2 separate regions of the Mus musculus genome follow, and region 1 is linked to region 2. Evidence: chromatin contacts called from public promoter capture Hi-C data. All regions are on one chromosome and are shown on one strand. The core of a region is the stretch at or near the end of the contact, and the rest is flanking DNA. Distances in the headings are between cores, read along the strand shown. Region 1 holds the start of 4930562C15Rik (RIKEN cDNA 4930562C15 gene). Region 2 holds the start of Dnaja3 (DnaJ heat shock protein family (Hsp40) member A3).

Region 1 (5,385 bases), core at 2,117-4,616, 150 kb before region 2:
TTGGAAAATACTCCTGGATGTTGCATATTAATACATTTATTATTATTATTCTCTGTGTGTGCATGAGATTCTGAGACTTCATGGAGGATAACTTGTGGAGTCAGTTCTCTCCTTCCACCATGTAGGTCCCAGGGGTTCACCTTGGGTTGTGAGGCTTGGTGCCAAACAGCTTTACCATATGAACCATCTTTTTTTTTTAATTTTTATTTATTTATTTTATGTATATGAGTACACCATTGCTCTCTTCAGTCACACCAGAAGAGGGCTTTGGATCCCATTGTAGATGGTTTTGAGCCACCATGTGGTTGCTGGGAATTGAACTTAGAACCTCTGGAAGAGCAGTCGGTGCTCTTAACCGCTGAGCCATCTCTCCAGCCCCTAACCACTGAGCCACCTCTCCAGCCCCTTCTGAGCCATCTTAAAGGCTTTGTTTCTCTTTTCTTTTCATTTAAAAAAGTTTAAATATTTATTCACTTTATTTTATGTGTAGAGGTTTTCCCTGCATGTTTGTTCATGCCTGGTGCCCTAGAAGGTTAGAACAGGGCATTGGAATGGAGGTTATGGGTGGTTGTGAATCTGGGAAATGGGAACCCAGGTTCTCTGTAAGAACAGCAAATGGTTTTATCTTTTGTTTTTATTTTTGATCTTTCTTTCCTCTTTTTTTTTTTTTTTTTTTGAGTCAGGGCTTTTCTGTATATCCTGGCTGTCTTGGAAATCACTCTGGAGACCAGGCTGGCTTCAAACTCAGAGATCCACCTGTTTCTGTGTCTTGAATGCTGGGATTAAACGTGTCCACCACCAAAGACTGGAGCAACAAATGTTCTTAACTGCTGATTTATCTCTTCAGCCCCTGGTTTTCTTTTCTTATTCTTTCTGAACTGGTCTTGTGGCTATAACTACATCCTAGAGTAGGAAGGATTAGAGCACGACATCCCATCTGAGTCAAGCACTGACTCATCCTGGCTTCAGTATGACTGGCTGTGGAGCCTCCAGCAAATTGTAGAGCTTTTCTGAGTATCAACTATAGCTCCTCCTCACCTACAGAATAGGGATAACTACCCATTACACAGCTACTTCTCATGGATTTGTATTCATTCATTTTATCTGTGTCTCTTGCCAAGTTGACGCTCCTATTATCATGATCACTATAGTGTCTTCCTGATGGTAGATCCTCACATTAATTGATTTTTGTGTAGCCATGGTTGTGCTGAAACTCACTCTGTATACTAGGCTGGCCTTGAACTCAAAGAGACCCATCTGCCTCTGCCTCCCAAGTGCTGGGATTAAAGATGTGCACCACCACCATGAAGCCTCATTTTTTTTTTTTAAACTGAAGAGTCACATGACACAATATTTTTTATTGTTGTTATTTGACCAGGGGTCCCATATACCTAGGCTGGTGTGGAATTTGCCCTGAGCTTCTGACCCAGCTTCTATCTCCCAAACATTAATCTTACAAGCAAGCACCACATGCTTTTATCTGGGGCTAAGGATCCAACCCAGGGTTTCACACATGTAGGCAAGCATTCTATCAACTGATTTCTTCCTCAGCCAAAATCACCATTTAAACATATGTATGAGGCAAGGCAGTGGTGGCACATACCTTTAGTCCCAGAATTCAGAAGACAGAGGCAGGTGGATCTCTGTGAGTTTCAAGTTAGTCTGATCTACAGAGTGAGTTCTAGGACAGGAAGGACTACACAGAGAAACCCTGTATTGAAATAACAACAACAACACCCAACCCCTGCCCCCAAAAAAATCAAACTAAAAACAACAAACAAAAAAGATCTTTGTGTGTTTGTGTATGATGCTTGTAAGTGTGGGTACCTGTGTGCTGTGCATACAGGAACCAGAGTACACCTTAGATGTCAGTCCTCTCATGCTACCTTTTTTGAGGCAGAGCCTCATTTCTGCTGATTGACAGGCTAGCTGGCCCTTGATTTCTGGGAAATTTCCTCTCTCTCCTCATTATAATTGAATTGGAATTAGGCCTAGAAAGATGTCTCAGCAATGAAGAGCTTGTATTGTTCTTAAAAAGGTCTTAGCTTCAGGTCCCAGCTCTCAGGTTGGGTGGCTCACAACCAGCTATAATTCCAGTTTTAGGGAGATCTGATACCATCTTCTTTCCTCCAAGGGTTTCTTCACACACGCACACACATGCACACACACACATGCACACACGCACACACACACACACGAGAAAGAAAGGGAAGGAATAAATTTAGAAGGAGAACTTGAATTATAGAGACAGGCTACTGTGTCTGTCTGTTATATGAGTTCAGGGAATCTGAACTCATACTCAAGTTTATATAGCAGACACTTTACCCATTGAGCCATCTCCCCAGTCCAAATTCAAATAAACAATTCAAATAAACAATTCAGTGGTGTTGACACCATAGACAAAGTTCAACATCCTTCACTTTGATGGAGTTTCAAACATCTTCATCATTCCAGAAGGAAACCCCATATCCAACTGGTTGCCGTGCCCTGTGCCCCTCCCTTGTCTCCTGGAAACTGCCAGTCTGCCTTCAAGATGTGAACATTTGCCTATTCAGGGTATTTTGCAACAACGGGGTTTTTAATTATGTTGTCTGTTGTATCTGGCTTCTTTCCTCAGTATACAATTAAGGATGAAAGCTTGGAACCTCAATTTTGTTCAACAAAGTCTTGCCTACTCTCCATAAGTGGATATATCCCATCCCAAGGGAGAAGAGGGGACATGGTGTCTAGGAGGAGGCAAGGTCTAGAGTGCTTCTCCAGAAGGGGGGTTTACCTTTTCTGTGGCTTTCTCGTTGCCCTCTATCCTCTTCTGTATCTTGATATTATTCCACATCTCCTCAGCAGGCCGCTTGTCCCCATAGCTCTCCTCTACCAGCTGTGAGGTGGTGGGTATGTCCTGCATCTCAGCCAGTTTGGACTCTATCTTTTCGATTCGGTCTACTACTTGGTCAAAGATGTTGCTAAGCCTCTTCATTGGGTTGATGACAGGCTGGGCATCTCCCTCCCTGGGTATAAACACAGCCGGTGAGGATTGAAGGAAGTCCTCTTCCCCTGAAAGAACTTTCTTGAGCTCAGTGATTTGGATGTGCTCCAGGATGCCCTGGAGCAGGAGATGAAGGGCCTTGAAGTTCACGACCCCACACTGTGGGATGGCTACGTTGACCAGCTCGGTGAATGTGATTGAGAAGCTCATCCTGCCGGGGGGTCAGTTGATGTGGCAAGGCTTCTGGGTGTCCTTGGGGACAAGTAGCGGCTTTCAATTATCTGAACTGCTACACCAACAGGTCCTGAGAGGCTTGGGGTGGCAAGTCACAGTGGTCAGCAAGGAATGGCCTCTGTCCTTGTGAGAGCTCAGACCAGAGCTTCTGGTTGCTAGGATGCCAGAGAACATGGTGGAGTGGGCATGCTTCCGAGAACCCAGGGTGGGGTGGGTGTTCATAGGTGAGCTGGCTAGAGGAGGTGTTCAATTAATATTTGACAAGTGCTTAAGGAGTGAATGGCAGCCTTTCATTCAAGCCCTCTGATTACATAAGGCTTATGCCTCTAAGTGACACAGAGAGGTGAGGGAAAGGAAGTTTCCCTGGAAGTCTCTGGAATCAGGACAGAATACAGTTTTCTTGGAGTCAGAAGGTCCAAGGTTTTAAGAAAAGAGCCTAAAGAATTAAGCTCATTTCTGGATGTGGTCAAAGACACCACCAGCCACCCAGGCACTTCACCCTGAAGATCAGGTAAGAAAGTCAAGGTATGTTCTAGTATCCAAGTGTCGTACATTCCAGTAGCCCAGGTGATAAAGCCTCTTGAGTGTTGGGCATCATTGCTCGCCTGGGTGGTGGCACACACCTTTAATTCTAGTACTCAGGAGGCAGAGGCAGGCAGATCTCTGAGTTTGAGGCCAGCCTCACTTATAGAGTGAGCTCCAGGAGAGCCAAGGCTACACAGAAAAACTCTGTTTTGAAAAACAAAACAAAGAAAGTAAGAAAGGAAGAAAGGAAGGAAGGAAGGGAGAGAAAGAGAGAAGGAAGAGAAGAGGAGAGGAGAGGAAAGAGAAGAGAGGAGAAGAGAAGAGAAGAGAAGAGAAGAGAAGAGAAGAGAAGAGAAGAGAAGAGAAGAGAAGAGAAAAGAGAAGAGAAGAGAAGAGAGAAGAGAGGAAAGAAAAACCTGTGGGCTTCTAAAGTGTGCCTTAGGGTGCTCCAGAGAGAACAAAACCAGAATGCAGTGATGGAGACACATGAGCTGTTTATGAGCATTGCCTTTTGTGGTTATGGAGACTGACATCCCGTGACAAACTGTCTGCAAGCTGGAGACCCTTTACACACATGCCAAGGATCTGAACTCAGATCCACATTCTTGCACGGCGAGCACTTTACCCACTGAGCCCTTTCTCAATCTCACCACCCCATACCCTTTAATGAATGCCTTTAGGGTCCCCACTATGCTGAGCGATGTAAAACTTCAAGTGCTGCCTTTATACTTGAGTTACATAGAGCTCTTGACTTCTCTTGACAGAAATGCCTCACCCAAGGGGAAAAGGCCTCTGTTTGGCTACTTCCTCCATCGGTCAGATCAGCTATGCTCAGACTTGCCTATTTCATTGCTTGGGTTCTCTTCATACCAGCTCTTGGAAAATATTTAAACAACCCACCACATCTTTCAGTGGGAAGCTGAAGGTACATTATGCCCCAGCCACCACAAAGGCTGCTTCCCACATGCCTGCTGGTTCTCTGTGCAACCAAGTACATCTATCTGCATGTCCTCACATGGGCTGTGAGTCCATATGACTAATGAGCTCTGTCAGGCATATTCATCCAATGTCACCAGTATCGGATTTTTGGCCATCTTGCATTATGAAGGGTGGCCAAACATCCACAGGCTACATTTTGTCTTGATGCATTGAGACAGTACCCCCAAATTTCAACTGCAGGTGGTTCCAAGTGATCCTGTAGGACAGAACTGAGTTTATTAACTTAGGACTATGTCTCTGTGGCCTAAGTCATGTGTTACAATATTTAAGGGAGCATTCTCCAACTGGGCAAAGGCAGACAATGGGAGTGTAATGAAGTGGAATAGGTTACACCTGGGGCCATACAAACACAGCTTGACCATTCAGAGCCAGGCTGGGTACACAGGCATCTCTCTCTCTCTCTCTCTCTCTCTCTCTCAAATTCTCAGTGTCTGAACCATTTCTGTGTCTGGTGATATCTTAATATTAAAAAAAAAAGATTTATTTATTATATGTAAGTACACTGTAGCTGTCTTCAGACACACCAGAAAAGGGCATCAGGCCCCATTACAGATGGTTGTGAGTCACCATGTGGTTGCTGGAAATTGAACTCAGAACCCCTGGAAGAGCAGTCAGTGCTCTTGACTTCTGAGCCATCTCTCCAA
Region 2 (4,882 bases), core at 1,483-3,982:
CAGGCGGATTTCTGAGTTCGAGGCCAGCCTGGTCTACAGAGTGAGTTCCAGGACAGCCAGGGCTATACAGAGAAAAACCCTGTCTCGAAAAAACAAAAAAACAAAAAACAAAAACAAAAACAAACAAACAATCAGCCAGAGAAGTTGAAAGTATATAGACTCTATAGGTGGAACAACAATATGAACTAACCAGTACCCCAGAGCTCTTGACTCTAGCTGCATATGTATCAAAAGATGGCCTAGTCGGTCATCACTGGAAAGAGAGGCCCACTGGACATGCAAACTTTATATGCCCCAGTACAGGGGAACGCCAGGGCCAAAAAGGGGGAGTGGATGGGTAGGGGAGTGGGGGGGGTGGGTATGGGGGACTTTTGGGATAGCATTAGAAATGTAAATGAGGAAAATACCTAATTAAAATAAAATAAAATAAAAAGTATATAGAAAGGAATTAAAAAAAAAAAAGAATGAGCAGGAATAATCAGAATGAGATTGTGATTGACTCTTCAGTCACTCCCGGAGAAGACATTAGACCTCGATACTTGGTGATCCTATATTGGATCTCTTTACTTGCTACCTGCCTGGCTGTATTCCTGTACTCCTCACTCCTTCCATTATCAGGAGCATGAGTCTATTAGTGGCAAAAGTTTGTCAGCTGTACCAGCTTCTACGACATCAGCAGACAGCTCAAGGAAACTGTGAATAACCACAGGTAACTATTACACAGCGGATGCTTTTTTCTATTCTAAAGGCCAATGATTAGCAACTACTAGGAAATATCTATTTTTTTTCTCTACAAAGTATGCCCAGCACATGTCTTGCTTTTTGAACCCAGAATAGGATTAGTCTTCATGTTGTTCTAAGAATGCCTAATCCAGTAGCTAATTGCTGATTTCTTTCTGGTTAGGAGATTTCTTTTTTATGATTTCTTTTTAGTTCATATGTTTCGGTATTTTGACTGAATGTATGTCTGTGAAGAGGTGTCAGATCCCCTGGAACTACAGCCACAGTCAGCTGAGAGCTACCATATGAGTGCTGGGAATTGAAATTGAACCTGGGTCCTCTAGAAAAGCCGTCAGCGTTCTGAACAGCTGAGCCATCTCTCCAGCCCCTGTTTGGGACTTGAGGAATGATCACAGACTAAAGTTTGGGGCCAAACTGATGACCTTAGATGTGGTGTCAGGATACACCACTACAGGATGCCATGTCCACACATATTGTCACTTGAGATAAAATATGCCCACTGTAGCCTATGGGCTGACTTGAGGAAAGCCAACTGCAGTTCTTCAGTTATGCTTTCATACAGAAGTAATACTTAGTGCCTGTGTACATGCGCCTCCATATCTCTCTCACACAAGGATACATAATTTAAAAGCCACTCTAAGGCATGCATGAAGCCTTATGCTTGATCCCTAGAACTACCCAAAATAAAGTTCAGTGCTTGCTTCCTTCATTCTCACTGAAAATTAAGTGATAACACAGTATAAGGAACTATGATGACAGAAAGATGGCTCAGCAATTAAAAGCACATACTGCTCTTGTAGAGGACACAAGTTCAGTTCCTAGTCCCTAAGTCTAGCAGCTCATAATTACAGGGGATCAGATGCCTCTGGCCCCTTTGGGCACCTGTACTTAAGAGCACATACCCACACACAGACACACAGAACTCAAAATAACTTACAAAAATATTTTTTAAAGAGACAGACAAGATCGTGGCTAAAACACTTCAAGGCTTAATGCACACTAATTTGGCATCCCCTCCAGCTATAAGGAAGGTAGGTACCATACCAAGTCTACCAGTTTTTAGCTTTGTGACTTTTTCAAGTTTTTTAACATCTAAACCTGTTTCTCCATAAAATGGAATGGTTAACAATGCCTGTCACATTGAAACATTCTCCAAGGAGTGAAATCATACTTCCTACACAATGTTTAATAAATGTTAGACTCCATTATTACATTCACTGACTTAAGGATTCTAAAAGACTGATAAATGCCCTTCTATTACACCACGTGATATTTAGGATGAACGCTATGAAATGACAATTCATCACACTCTCTAACCTTAATGAGGGCAAGCACCTGCATCTCCCTTGATTTATGGGTGCCTAGCACTCACTAAATGGCAGTTACATCTTCCACTACAAGCTAGAGCGTGAAGAAAAAGAGAAGGGCTATGACAAGGGGGCAGCAGCCTGGACAGAGAGGTGAACTGTTGACAGAGGTGAAGGTTCATGGCGTTCGGAGCGTTTCAACACCTCCGGCTCCACGCAGCTCTTTCCCCTCGACGGCTTCTGGGTAGCCAGCACCTTGGCCTCTCTGCCTCCTGCTTGCCTGTGTCCCCAGAAATTCCTCTCTTGGGCCGGAAGACATCTCCATCCCGCTACCCTGGTCATCAGATGGAGCCGAATCGCCCTTTCTAATCCCAGGAGCCTCTACTCCAGAGCTGGAAGCCTCCCTCACCTGTGAGGCGGACACCGGGTCTCAATGTCAGCAGCGCCCGGGGGCCGTGAGCGCCCATGGAAAGCCCGAAGGCAGAGACGCACAGCTTGCGACACAGGGATGTTGCCACTACGCCCCCCTGGGGCTGCTGGACCCCTCTCCCCGCTGCAGCCGGCAGCCGGGGAGTCCCCACTGCCACCCTCAACCAGCGTGGGGAACACCACGCAGCCATTTTGGCCCGGGGACACTGCGCCTGCGCAGACCGTCACTGGCCCGCCTCGCCGGTCGCGTCTTCCGGAGGCGAGGCATCCGTAGCACGCAGAGCGTAAGCATTGCGCACGCGCCTCGGTCTCCGAACGGTAGAACCTAGGCCAACGTGTACAAGTGCTAGACTATGAGGATGTCAGTTTGTAACTTTTCCCTGTATTGGAATTTTGTGAGGTAGGAACGAATGCTGCACTTTACTTGTGAATGTTGTCGCTGAGTGCAGCAACCATAATCTAGCGAGCCTTGCCCTGGCAGGAACTACAAACCCCAGCAGACAACGCGGCGTCAGTATCAGATTCCGGTATACCCCGTGTGGATGCCCTCCCTTGACCCTGAAAATTACATCTTATTACATGTTCTCTCAGAAAGGCTCCACCCCGGTTGTTGGCTGCAGTTTTTCCGCGTCTGATTCCTTCCCAGCAGAACTTGAAACACTCAGGTCCGTCTTAAACACGTTAGCCTTCTCCAAACCTGTAGCGAAAATTCAATGAGCATTGTAAATGCCTATTATGTATTGTGCGCCTGCTGTTTGTTATCCATGTTCTAGAAAGAATGTTAGAGGAAACCCGCTCCAGGGGAGCAAACTCGCCTTACAGGGACAGACTTCTTATTAAGTAACAACGGTAAGTGCTATCAAAGGTGCACAGTTACAAGCATACCAGTGTACTCGATCTGTTTCTTATGATAAGTTTCTTACACGCATAAGGCTTGGCAGTGGGGGGTGGGGGTGGGCTGTTAAACTTTCTGAGTCATAATGTCCATAACTGAACTTTGATGAAAAGTGAATCGAGTACAGATGTAGTATTCCAAGTGACGAAAACACCAAAAGCTGCCAGACTAGATTGAGGTAGGATGATCAGGAGTTCAAGATCATTTTCAGCTATAGAGCAAATTCGAGATAGTCTGGGCTACATGAGACCCCCATCTTCGAGTTAGGCCCGAAGGAAAATCCAACTCCCCAAACTCCAAAAGGCAGTACAAATATCCAGAAATAAGACTCAACCTGGAGTACAGGATTTCTAGTGGTTAGATAAAAACCAGCAAGTCAGGCAATGGTTTCTCACAACTTTAATCCCAACACATGGGAGGTAGAGATAGGCAGATCTCTAAGATTGAGGCCAGCCTGGACTACAGAGCAAGTTCCAGGATAGTTGGGGCTACCTGGAGAAATCCTGTTTTTGAAAAAAAAAATTGTGAAGCTGGTTCCTATTATCAAAAGGAGTCATTTTCTTTATCCCTGGCTGAAGGGACACGTGGCTATCTGTGGTGACTATTAGCATACCAAAGCACATCAGGCCTTCAGGCTCCCTTGTACCAAAAGTACCTGTTTCAAATTTCAAAGTTCATGCTAGCATCCTAGCTCTTCTCACTTCTTCCCCAACTTCAAACTCTGCAGCTCATGGGTCCCACTTCCCCAAGCTTATAACCCTTCGATTCTCTTTCTTTCTCTTTCTCTTTCTCCCTCTCCCTCTCCCTCTCTCTCTCCTCAAATTACCAGGTCTAGCATACTATGGAACAGTCATGTCATCAGTTTATTACAAAAATTTTTTAAAAAAGCTATAAAAGCTGGTGTCTAAATGTGTAGAAGTATATGCTTAAACCTTAAATTTAGTATACATAACTGAAAATGAAGCCAGAAAGCTAGACTGGGGCTGGTTAGTTAGGAAAGTTACATTTTTCACCACCCTCCCAAATAAAAGGAAGAGAATCTGAGGGCTTATGAATGGGTTTAGGATGATCAGTCTACATTGACACCACACACACACACACATACACGTGCACAAGAGAGAGCACACTGGCACTTTCTACCCCCCAGTTTTGTACACAAAATGTGTGTGCATGTTACCCTGGATAGATATCCATAACCTTCACCAACCAAATTCTCAGTGGATTCTGAGACTCTTAAGGTCAAAAACTACCAATCAAGCAGAAAGTAGTTATGAAGCTAGTGTAAAGTGCAAGGGCAGCTGGAGAGCTTGTGCATGGGTGTCAGTGATGGGAACAAAGAGCATTTCAGTGAAACAAGGAGGAAGGCAAGGCGCAGGGAATGAGAGGGGACAGTTCTGTAATGCATCCAGCAGCAAATGCATTCAAATATCTCCAGCACAATGACTAAGACTATGAACTGAAAAACAAAAACAAAAAAACAAAAAACAACAGCAACAACAAAAAGTTGGAG

What was found. Capture Hi-C pulls out chosen DNA fragments and counts their contacts.
Region 1: a promoter capture Hi-C map of adipose tissue shows a contact between it and region 2. The contact joins the promoter of 4930562C15Rik here to the promoter of Dnaja3 in region 2. A contact is called at or near these places in 8 of 39 promoter capture datasets (the 3T3-L1 cell line, the C10 cell line, the HPC-7 cell line and 4 more), 1 of 484 Hi-C or Micro-C datasets (bone marrow-derived macrophages), 4 of 115 datasets of contacts at active chromatin or transcription factors (bone marrow-derived macrophages and embryonic stem cells) and 4 of 9 other capture datasets (adipose tissue, liver, macrophages and 1 more).

The regions. Positions count from the first base shown.
Region 1 is chr16:4,833,397-4,838,781 of GRCm38.p6, reverse strand. 4930562C15Rik (RIKEN cDNA 4930562C15 gene) reads right to left here and starts at 3,366. Exons shown (of 16, transcript NM_030192.1): 1 at 2,774-3,366. The coding sequence starts at 3,193.
Region 2 is chr16:4,681,920-4,686,801 of GRCm38.p6, reverse strand. It overlaps Dnaja3 (DnaJ heat shock protein family (Hsp40) member A3), which reads right to left and starts at 2,732. Exons shown (of 11, transcript NM_001135112.1): 1 at 2,458-2,732. The coding sequence starts at 2,668.